Regions from separate parts of the Mus musculus genome. Here all the other regions are linked to region 2. A link is a contact called in public Hi-C and targeted proximity ligation data. All regions are on one chromosome and are shown on one strand. The core of a region is the stretch at or near the end of the contact, and the rest is flanking DNA. Distances in the headings are between cores, read along the strand shown.

Evidence for each region. Hi-C and Micro-C count contacts between places; a contact is called where the count stands out from the background.
Region 1: a contact with region 2 is called in a targeted proximity ligation map of microglia, with 4 times the contacts expected there. A contact is called at or near these places in 1 of 39 promoter capture datasets (liver) and 3 of 130 datasets of targeted methods (bone marrow-derived dendritic cells, microglia and pancreatic cancer cells).
Region 3: a targeted proximity ligation map of microglia shows a contact between it and region 2, with 5 times the contacts expected there. A contact is called at or near these places in 2 of 130 datasets of targeted methods (microglia and pancreatic cancer cells) and 2 of 9 other capture datasets (adipose tissue and liver).
Region 4: a Hi-C map of B cells shows a contact between it and region 2, with 7 read pairs. A contact is called at or near these places in 1 of 484 Hi-C or Micro-C datasets (B cells), 1 of 130 datasets of targeted methods (bone marrow-derived dendritic cells) and 2 of 9 other capture datasets (adipose tissue and liver).

Annotation. Positions count from the first base shown.
Region 1 is chr19:4,941,668-4,944,367 of GRCm38.p6, forward strand. It overlaps Peli3 (pellino 3), which reads right to left and starts at 1,425. Exons shown (of 7, transcript NM_172835.3): 1 at 1,271-1,425; 2 at 93-245. The coding sequence starts at 244.
Region 2 is chr19:6,305,103-6,308,022 of GRCm38.p6, forward strand. It overlaps Cdc42bpg (CDC42 binding protein kinase gamma (DMPK-like)), which reads left to right and starts at 1,355. Exons shown (of 37, transcript NM_001033342.1): 1 at 1,355-1,773. The coding sequence starts at 1,614. Gm52380 (a long non-coding RNA gene) reads right to left here and starts at 1,444. Exons shown (of 3, transcript XR_003952842.1): 1 at 1,362-1,444; 2 at 533-610.
Region 3 is chr19:5,084,209-5,086,944 of GRCm38.p6, forward strand. It overlaps Tmem151a (transmembrane protein 151A), which reads right to left and starts at 1,283. Exons shown (of 2, transcript NM_001001885.2): 1 at 1,090-1,283. The coding sequence starts at 1,164.
Region 4 is chr19:4,792,468-4,795,377 of GRCm38.p6, forward strand. Rbm4 (RNA binding motif protein 4) reads right to left here and starts at 1,542. Exons shown (of 4, transcript NM_001290122.1): 1 at 1,349-1,542; 2 at 1-353. The coding sequence starts at 342. Gm21992 (predicted gene 21992) reads right to left here. Exons shown (of 3, transcript NR_157185.1): 2 at 1,349-1,542.

The DNA.
Region 1 (2,700 bases), core at 175-2,674, 1.4 Mb before region 2:
AGTCCTGGGAGAGCAGCCGGTGCACACTGTTATCTTGGCTGACCTGAGGGACAGTTACCCAAGCACATCACTCCTGGACTAGGGAGGCTCACCCCAGAACGATGAGTTCACCATACTTGATGGGCTCCTCGCCTGCCAGTGCTTCTTCACCAGGACAAGACAGGATGCAAGAGCCCTGGCTCCCCGGGTGCTGGAGGTCTGAGGTCCGGGGGGATCCCACGTCAGGGTTTCCTTCCAGCACCATTCTGAGCACAGTGGGAGAAGAGAAAAGAACCTTGCAACTTCCCACCCCAGCTCCTCTCAGGCTCTGGCTAGACACAAGGCAAGAATGGTCCGTCAACACTTGTTATTATAACTACTTCCTTTCCCCCAAATGGTGAGGTTGCTGGGATACCAAGGAGGGAGACTGGTGAGACAAGACCAAGAAACAAATGGCAAAATCAGAGTCAGAGTGTTTGGTCGGTTAGAGCAATATACCAACTTTGGATGGAATGTGTTTGGCAGAGGGGCAGCCAGGACTTAAGAGACCTCTAGACTCAGACTTAATTCCTGGCTTAAGCTCTTAACCCCAAGACCTCAGTTAAGCTCTCTGTCAGGTTCTTGGGTGTCTGTCTTCATTCTAATCTTATTGCCCTTTTTGCAGCAGGTCTAGGCCTCTGTCAGTCTGTCTGTTCTCAATGACTCTCTGTCCTCCCAGCACGTCCTTTTCTGCCTGTTCTCGCCCCACTCCGGTCCCTACTTCTATCCTTCCTCTATCTGTCTGCCTTTGTCTTACCACCCACCTGACTCAGTCTCCCTATCTTAGCCTGGCAATGCAGGCAGGCCTCCAGATCCCTCCCTCCCTCAGGTGTCTGTCTGTGGTCCTCAGGCCGCTTAGGTCTCTGGAGGCCTGTGGGGGCGGCGCTCCCCAGTCGGGCACCTCCTGCAGCAGAGTCAGTCGCCCGCAGGCTGTTAACAGCCCCAACGTTGGAAGGTCTGCGCAGAGGCAGGCCTGCACCCCGTGCTCGGGAAGGGCACAATGACAGCATACGCAGATACACACCAGGCGGCCCCTCACAAATACGCGCGCGCACGCTGTCAGTCCCGCGGGCAGTGCCTAGACTGGCACAGCATACCCAAGAACTCCTACGGCAGAGACGCGCCTCCGCGCTAACAGCCACAGGCGCCAGCCCTCAGACCCGCTCTCTTAACCCCGCCACCCCCAGATACTCAAACACGCCCCCAACGCACGCCCAACACAGCCCCCCGCCCCCCACCTCGCCAGCCTCACCTGGCGGCGTTCTGGGGCTCTCTGTGTGCTGCTGGCCCCCACCCGCCTCACCTCTACTGCGCCCCGGGACTGCCGCGGCGGGATGGGCCCGGCCCGCGGCTGCTCGGTGCAGCCTCGTCACGGGGACACCCGAGGCCCGGAGGAGGGAGGGATGTGCACACAAACCTCCACGCCCCACCCCTTGCCCCACGCCCCGCCCCGGCTCCGCCCCTAGAGGCCCCACCTTACCCCGAGGCTCCGCCTCCTGCGGCTTAAGCCTGGCTGTAGTCTGGGAAGCCAAAGAGGTTGTCTACAAGACCCCTCTCTTATTCCAGGCTCCGGACACCTCACCCTCATTCTGGGGTCTTCTAGGTTCTCCCCGAGACCGGAGCCTCCTTTCACACAGTAATCTAGAGGCTCCTTTTCCCAACCTAAGACTAGCGACTGCCCACCCGCTGCTCCAAGACCCCGCCTCCTTTATGGGGAAATCTCGGAATTACAGAGAAGCCCAGAGCAAACAGAGGGAAGGAAACTACTAGAAGAGGCGGAGGAAGGTGCATCACCCGTGGAGGCTGAGGAAAGCCACTGCGGTTGTCTCGAGTGCAGATCTGTCTTTCAGTTCAGCGCGACCACTTTCTCTCTGTGCAACAATCAGTGAGCTCTGGCCTCCTTGGTGTCCAGAGACATGAATCACTGACCTCCCCTCCCAACAGCATGCTTCTATCCTTTGCAAAGCCTCAAAGGAAAGCCCACTTTGGGGTGCTCGGTCCCTCAGGGCCACAGGCTTTCTTCTGTCAGTACCAGGCTCTCTGGGTTGAATTTGGGCAAATTAAGTCCTGTAATCCTTGGAAGGCGGGTACGATAATTGTGGCCTGTCACCCCTGTCCCCGATGCCACAAAACAGATTTACAGAAATGGCTTGCTACAAAGGAACCAAGAGAGGATCTGGCCCATGGCTTCATACACCTTGATAAACACTTTACCACTTACCAACATCTCCAGCCCTTGAACGACTCATTATTTTTTTTATATTAAATCTATTTTCATGTATATGAGTATTTTGCTTCCGTGTATGGTTGTGCACCACTTGTATGCCTACCTGGTGCCAACAGAGGCCAGAAACTCGAATTCTCTGGGACTGGAGTTACAAACAGTTGTGAGCCACCATGCCAGTGCTAAGTATCAAACCCAGAGCTGGGCAGTGGTGGCGCAAGCCTTTAATCCCAGCACTTGGGAGGCAGAGGCAGGCGGATTTCTGAGTTCAAGGCCAGCCTGGTCTACAGAGTGAGTTACAGGACAGCCAGGACTATACAGAGAAACCCTGTCTAATAATAATAATAATAATAATAATAATAATAATAATAATAAAAACCCAGGCTCTCTGAAAGAGCAAGCAGCCATTGCACTTAGCCACTGAGCCATCTCTAGTCCCCTTACTTTGTTTGCTTGTT
Region 2 (2,920 bases), core at 105-2,604:
AGCAGTACGCCTGGGAATTCTGGGTCATTCTTGACTACATAGTGTGTTCCAGATCAGCCTAGTTTATATGAGAGGATAAAAACAACACCAACAACAAAAACCGTAAATCCAAACTCCAGTCTGCCCTCCCTGACCCTCCCTTGGCAGTGCCATGGCATTGAATTTGAATCCTGAGTCTCTTTCCCAGCCTGATAGATCTGGAAAGAAATATATGCCTGTGTTTTCCCCATTTCAAATTGTGGACCTCATGGAGAAGGGGCTTCTGTAAAGATCAAATGAGAGACCTACAGTGGTTGGTTGGTTTTTTTTTTTTTTTTTTTTTGTTTTGTTTTTTTTTTACAGGGTTTCTCTGTATAGCCCTGGCTGTCCTGGAACTTACTCTGAAGACCAGGCTGGCCTGGATCCCAGAGATCTACCTGTTTTTGCCTCCCAAGTACTGGGATTAAAGGCGTGCACTCCCACACCACCACCCCAACATAACCCCTGTAATGTTTCTAGACCCCGTTAGATGGGATTTGGGTGTCCCACTCACTTTGCCCCTGCAAACATTCAGAATGCTTCCTCCCTCAACGCTGATGACTCGATCCTGTCAAGGTCTTCAGCTTGCAGTCTGGAAGGAGAGGCAAGCCCTCTAAGTAGGCCTTTAAACAAGTTGTTCAAAAGACACCAGAGCACCCTTCTCTTTGGTATCTGGCCTGTCACCATCAAGACCAACACAGATGGCCAGAAATAAAAAACCTCCCTGGACACAGCCAGCACCTCCACCTCCTTTGCCTCCATCAGCACATCTCAAACTTCTTGTGCCCTCCACGTTCCAGTTCAGGGCCTTGTTCCCGCCAAAGCCTTGAAAATCAGTCCCATCTAGGTCCACACGAGAATCTAGTTTCAGAGACCCCCTACCCTCAGCCTTCCAAAGCCGCAGTGTATTCATGCTAAATGAGTGTGCCCATCCTACCTCAACTACATGTCTCTGGGTTAGTTTTAAGGATTTAAAGGAGATCAGAAACTTTTGGGGGTAGATGGGTGTGTTGCCTTAGCGCCGCTTTCAAACCGAGGCCAGAGCGGACTACAACTCCCATCCGGCTTCAGGGCCGCAACCGTCCCTAGCCCCTCTGGCCTGGCTAAGGGACAGGCCGCTGGCCGGGTCCCGCGGGAAGTTGCGCTAGGCTCTGTCTAGGTTAGTGTCTCATGAGGGTCTAGGTGGCGCTGGGACTGGGGTGGCACCGTGATCAGAGGGGCCTTTTGCGACCCCAACGGACCCCCTCCAACCCCGCCCAGGAGTTACTTTTCGTGGCCCGCCCTCCCACTTCCTGGACGAGGGTCGGCCCCGCCCCCGCGCGCCTCCGCCTTCCCACCTTCACCTTCAGCCGCGGCTCCCATTGGCCGGCGCGCACCTGCCCGTCCGTCGGGGGCGGGCTTGGAGGGCGGGGCGGGCGACCAGGTGAAGGAGCGCGGGTGGCGACCGAGGAAGGTGACAGCGGGGAGGGCGGGAGGGAGGGGGGAAGCCGCGCAGAACGAGCCACGGGACCACAGACGGACCGCCGGGCGGACGGACGGACGGGGCATGCGGGCGGCCTGGCTCTAGCCCGGGTTTCGGGGCTCCAGCGGCAGCCATGGAGCAGCGGCTGCGTGCGCTGGAGCAGCTGGTACGGGGCGAAGCTGGTGGCAGCCCAGGGCTCGACGGCCTCCTGGATCTGCTGCTGGGGGTGCACCAAGAGCTCAGCAGCGCCCCCCTGCGCCGGGAGCGTAACGTGGCGCAGTTTCTGAGCTGGGGTGAGTGGTCCGGGCAACACCCGGGAAGGGAAGCTGGAGGGACGACAACACCTGGAGCTTTGTGCCCCCAGACCTTTTCCCGGGAGTGGCATATTCCTGAAACTTCCTCATTGTGCTGTATCTAACGCTTGCCGTTGGTCTCCACAGCCCGCTCGCTCACCTGCACCTTACTTCAAACTCCCAGAGACAGGTACATAAGGTACACTTCCCACATACCCTGCTACAGACCCCAGACATGTTGCCAATACACATCTTTCACAACGGTCACCTCATGCTCTACCTAGAACATACATTTAGGCGGACACCGTTTTGTGTGACATAAACATACAGACTTTCTCTATTTCCTCCGTTCTTCAAGAGGACGGGCACTTTGTTCTAGGACCCCTCTCACCTGTCACACACTCAAAAGTCCTCGTCCTTCACCTTGCAGACAAGTCTCCTTACTTCAATCCCTAGCCGGGACCAAGAACCAACCTCAACCCCTTTGGAGGATTTGGGGTCTTGTTAGAAGTGGTTTTATTTGATTCGTCTGAATCCTTGGGAATGGCTGACTTAGGGTGATCCTAAACCCAATGTGGGCACTGGACACATCTGGCCAGGCTTTGGTGAGGAGGGCATGGGAATTGGGCCTGAAACATGGGGTGTTTACCCTGTAGGCGATCAGAGTTCTTGGTGCTCCTGAGCTATGGGCAGACACAAGGCTAGGCCAAATATGGATGGGGGTCTACCAGCCAGTCCTGCCATTTCTTTCTGGGGTGAGAGCAGTTAGACGGCCCTGCCCCCGTTGCCTGCCTGTTTCTCTGTGACTCTTCTGTGTTTTACAAGTGTCTGATTTGTCATCACTCCCACATGACACCTGTACCTGGGTGTGTGCATGTGGCACATGTGTGTGTGTTTACACATATGTGTGTTTCTCCCTGCCTGCCTCTGGCACCTCTGCTTGGGACCCCAACACAGGGCATGTCTGTTGACTTCTCCCGAGGTAACTCCAAGGCCGGGTGTGACTCACGCCTCTCCTGCCCCAACTTGTCCCTGCTCCTGCCCAGAGCCCCCACCCCTTCTGGCAAGACAAAGGTATTAGGCATCCTGTCCAGGAGGTTGGATCTGGGCACCAAGTTTGGCCAATGTGGCTGGTGGTCACCTCTGA
Region 3 (2,736 bases), core at 33-2,532, 1.2 Mb before region 2:
ACCCACCCATCCACACCTCCAACACAGGCTCATCATAGACCCACCTACCACAAAGGAACACCATCGCTCATTAAGAAACAACAGAACCTCACTTATTTTCAGAGAACAAACATCAGGGCTGTAGCAAGGTACACCCACACACTCAAGACCACATCAGCACAGGGCATATGCACATACATGTTACACTCTGGCACCTAGACATGTAAGACCCTCACCTGACCACAGTGCATGCCTACCCCACCCTATAGCAACCTGACACCCACAGTCCATACTTAGCAACACACTAGAGAGGCACAGCATGAAATCATACACACCCACACTCTTGGGTGAAGACCCAAGGCAAGGGACCCACCAGAGGCTCACCTGACTACAGGGTATATATGTTTCTACTGAAGACACAGGGAACACATCACCAGAATTCTTTCACACACACACACACACACACACACACACACACCACAAAATGCATTTATATCCGCTCACACATGCAGACCACACACCACCCTGTTTTCCACACCTATCATCTTACACTTGGCACATCCTCCTAGCTAGAGCTGGGGAGGGGGTCTGGGGATCTCAGCCACTGGAGTGGGCCCTCAGTCCTCACCTGGGGGTGGGGGAGAGAAAGGTATCAGCAGGCTCCGCTCCTTTCTCTTCCGTTTTTCCCTCCCCCACCTCCAGTCCCTGCCACCGCTACTGCATTGCAGGCACCGCCCGACACCTCGTGAGCAACTGGGCTGGACTGGGGGCCTGACCCCATGGCCCAAGCAGTCACGGACAGCATCCCCGGCTGCGCTATGGAACAGGGACGTGTGGGGGCCACAGGGGCTGACGTCACAGGACAGGAGAAGATGGTTGAGGGGGCGTCGAGGGTCAGGGTCTCCCCTACATTCCTGCCATCTATTCCTGCCTTGACCTACGTGGATCCCGAAGCCTCGACCCCTACCAGAACGCTGTCTCCCCAATGACGTCATTGCTGGAGGGGCTCCGGGACTTTCCTCCTCAATCCCTCTCCGGGGATCGCCCCTCTACTTGTCCCCTTCACCTCTCTACAGCCCTGGCTTCTTTCCCACTACTCGCCCCCGGTACCTCCTCTCGCAGCGGCTCGCCGTCCGGAACGAGCGCGGGCACCTCCCCGCAGTCTCCACCTTCGCCCTCCGGCATGGTGTCCTGGCTGCTTCGGCTGCCAGGCCCTGGCTCGGGGCATGATAAGCAGGGGTGCGGGGGGGCTGCGGTGCGGCCCCGAGGGGCGTCCGCTCGGCTCGGCGGCCGCTGAAGAGTGCGCGGAGCCCAGCCCGAGCGCGGCGGCGTTGGCGGCCGCGGTGCCCGGCGCCCCGCCCTCCGCTGACCCCGCCCCCGCAGCACCGGTGGCGCCGCTGGCCGCGCCTGGCACCGCGGGCACACCCCATCTCCACCCCCTCGCCTGTGGGAAGCCCAGTCTGGACCGCCGGACGCCTGGTTTCTCTAGCCGCGCTCGCGCTTGCGACCTTGGGCGAGTCCTTGCTCTGCGGCACCCGAGTCTCCCCAACTGAGTAATGAAGACGGCCATGGTGGGTGGACGTCCGCAGGTTCCTCTCTAGGGAATAGGCCCAGCACTAAGCCCACCCAGACTTCACCCCATAAGCTTTGCTTGTTGACAGTTAATACCCAGAAGGGAAAGACAGTCTCATCTGCTGGATTACAGGCTGGTGGGCTGGAGCCAGGGCACCAGGAACTCTAGGCTGCGCGACTTTTGACCAGCATGTTCAAGCCATAAACTCAGCCTTTCTATCTGAGAAATGGGAATGATAATATGTTGGATTAAAGTCACTAGCATGTTTAGGCCAGGCGGGGGCGGGGTGTGTGTGTGATAGGTTTGCCCTGCATGGGACACCCTTTTCTCAGGTGTGTATAGCTCACGGGGCTGGTTTCTCACATTTCAGAGGCCTCAAATTCAGAGATTCACCTACCTCTGCCTCCTGAGCTGGGACTAAAAGTATATTTCACTGTCCTCCATCTTTGCTTATTTTGTGTTTACTTTTAAAATTACTATTTTATTTTATATGTGTTTTGCCTGTATGTTTGTCTGTACACCACATACAAGCAGTGCCCACAGAGGGCAGAGGAGGGTGTTCGATCCCCTGGAACTGGAATGATAGATGGTTGTGAGCTGCTGAGTGAATAATGGGAATCTAAGCAGGTCCTTTGGAAGAGCGACCATCTCTCCAACCGCACCCATTTGTTTACTTATTGGGCCTAAATGTTTTCTGGCTATTGTCTATATGTAGTTAGTGTGCCTGGGCACTAGGAAGACATAGATAGGTGTTAGGAATGACATAGTTCCTGTCCTCATGGAAAATATTCAGGGAAAATCTGATTAAAGAGGGGTTTAGAACCCAGACTCTAGCCATCACTCTGGGCCATGGTCAAGCCTCCGTTCCCTTTGTCCCTCTGTAAGGGCTAAAGTGATCCCCCCTTTTATTTTTATTTTTTAAAGGTGTATTTATTTTATGTATGAGTGCTCTATCTGCACGTACACCTGCATGCCAGAAGAGGGCATCAGATCCCATTACAGATGGTTGTGAGCCACCATGTGGTTTCTGGGAATTGAAGTCAGGACCTCTGGGTTTTTTTGATTGTTTGTTTGTTTGGTTGGTTGTTTTTTTTTTTTTTTTTTTCTGAGACAGGGTTTCTCTGTATAGCCCTGGTTGTCCTGGAACTATTTTGTAGACCTCGAACTCGTGATTTTGTAGGCTG
Region 4 (2,910 bases), core at 292-2,791, 1.5 Mb before region 2:
GGCATAATCTTTCACGATGTCACATTCGATGACTGGGCCGTACTCCTCAAACTTGGCCCGAAGCTCTTGGTTGGTACAAGTGGGGCTGATGTTGCCCACGTGTAACTTGGTTGAAGCTTTGCTCTTATTCTTGCTGGCTTCCACATTGATGTTCACTCCGTGCAGCTTGTAGTGGTGCAGGTTGCGTATGGCATCCTCAGCGGCCGTCTTGTCCTCTATGTGCACAAAGCCATAATTCTTAATGATGTCACATTCCAGCACCTTCCCGTACTGCTCGAAGAGTGAGCGGATCTCCTGCTCTGTGGCCTCCCGGGGCAGATTTCCAATGAACAGCTTCACCATCTCCACACAGCCTGCAAGTAGAGAAACAAGATTTTTAGGAGAAGACCTCAAGTCCATAGCAACTGTTAAAAAAAGGGAAAAAAAAAATCAAATAAATAAATGGCTCCCATCATCTCCTTTCACTTTAGCACATAGTCCCAAAAGTTTTCTCCTACAGGCATGCTCTTACATCTCCAATCAGTAACAAATGTGGAGTTCAACAAGAGCCTGCTTCTATTTCTCACAAGAAGTTCTATAAAGAGGAAAAATGTAACAAGGCAGACTTTTGTAGACAAAGGGGATTTTGCGGTGTGGCTCCAACCTACAGCACGGTACATTATAGGCAAGTATTCCGCCACTGAGTTACACTTCCCCTGCCCCAGACAAAGGAATAACGCTCTAAGTTTTCAGCATAAATAAAAAAAATGCTACAGGTACTGAGAGCTACTCACTTTGACATTTGAAAACAAGATTCTAACTACTAGACTTGCTAATTATAATTACTTCAAATTAGCTCTTCCTCTCTTAGCAACCATTTCCGGAAAAGTGGGAATTTCACTCGGAGTAGTGAGTTCCGGGATCAACCAGATAAAAAGCAGGGAAATATAGAAAATGCCCGAGTAGGAGGAGTCCTCTGGGGTGGGGGTGGGGGTGGGGCATGTCATTACAGGCTCCTACAGAAGAACTGGTCAAAGACTGGTGCTACAGTTTGGTGAGGAAGCCAACAATGCCCAGGGCATGACAGATTCTCCAGCCTAAATCTAAGATTTATCTAGGTGGAAACCCCAAAGAAGATTGAGCAAAGCAGAGGGTAAGGTGGACAAAAGAAAGCTATTCCGGGAGTAGAGAACGAGGACTTGGAGGAAGGTTGTTTCAGGCTTACCGCACTAAGTCGAGGACCGATGTCGGCTCTCAGGGACGGGTGCGCAGACCGCAACCCCACTATGCCAACCCTGACACCCACCGGAGTCAGGTAAGTTTTTTTAACAGAGAAAAGAACACAGTGGAAGAACGTGGAGTATCTCACCGCATGGATACCTGCAGGTCCTCCTCCTTGCAGCGCGGACGGTTCTGACAAAACGCTAAAATGGCGGCGGCCACAGCAGTGACTCTGGGTAGAAAGAGGGGTGAACCTACCCACCGGATTGGCCGTTCGGTAAAGTAAAAGGCTGGCGTTCCCGGAGATCCTCTTCCTGATTGGTTACCCGGAACGCCAATTACCTGAGAGGCCAGGAAGAGGTGGAAACGTCAGTAACCTGGACCTTTTATATGAAAGCCAATGAGCACCCAGCCTAGTGAAACTGAAGCCACTGATTGGGCAAGAGGTCCATCTGAAGGTGGAGCTAGAAACGCGGAATTCTTCAAAGCGCGGCCAGCCATTAGGCAGAATGAACAAGGTGCCGTGCGTCAGTGGGGCAACCTGTAGCTTCGTGGCTCCCAACTTTGTTAAGCTTTCACATTTTGTCACTTACACGTGCACATCCTGACAAAATTCAAGTTCTGTCACCACAATTCCGCACCGGTCCCTAGCTGAGCGTCACCACGCCCCGCAACGTGGATATTGCATCAGTCAACCTACCCAGACCTCCCGGCGATAGCCAAGCTCCCGCCCCTACTTAAAAAGCAACCCCCACTTTCCAATGTAGTCCTTCTGAGTCTCAAGTTACCAAAATTATAAGTATCTTTATGTAATTTTAAAACTCTAAAACAGTCAGTGGATCCAGCTTCGATAACAGTTCAATGGCCCAGACAATAGGGTGGTCAGAGACGTAGGAGACACAGGGGTTAAGGTTCCCTTTAGGAAACAGCCTCCCACCTCCCCAAAAGGTGTGAAAAACAGAGATTGAAAATCGACACCCCATCCCACCCCAACTTCACCCCGCCAAGAGAAGAAACAAAAAACAAAACAAAAAACGGGAACAGCAATTTTTGATTTTGTTTGGTTTTATTGGGCTCCATTAGCCAAAACTAAGTTTAAATTCCCTAAAACTGACCTTGGAAAAAAGGCTTGTGACAATCAGCTGTAAACAAGTACAAACGAACATTCTTCACAGGGTCCAAATTCCCTCATCACATTTTTCTCACCCACTGGCTGCTTCACATAATCCCATACTCATTGAGCAAGCAACTTTAGTCATGACCCTCTGCAACGCAGCTTCTTAAGATGGAGATAACCGGGAAAGGTGCTGAATGGAGAACTTAAAGGTGAACAGGCAGAAAGCAGGGGGAACTTCATGAGAACAGGATGATTGGGAGTAAAATAACAAATAGAGCATACTACCTCCCAAAACTGCCACAAAAGAAAGAAAAAGTCAAACAAAAGGCAGAGACAGAAAATAAGCTACTGGATTCTATAGCAGAAAATTAGTCTATAATTTAAGGCTAGGAAATAGGCCCCTTAAAAAGTAACAATATGACATTAAATATGGCCATGGCTTCATTCTGCAGCACCTGAGACTGAGTAAAAGCCACCTGAGATCTGTAATACAAGTTCTGCTGTCCTGCACAGGCCCTTTCAGAGGGGATCTAAAATGCACAGCCACATCTCAATATGCACCCAGAAATGCATAGGGTATAGAAATCATTTTC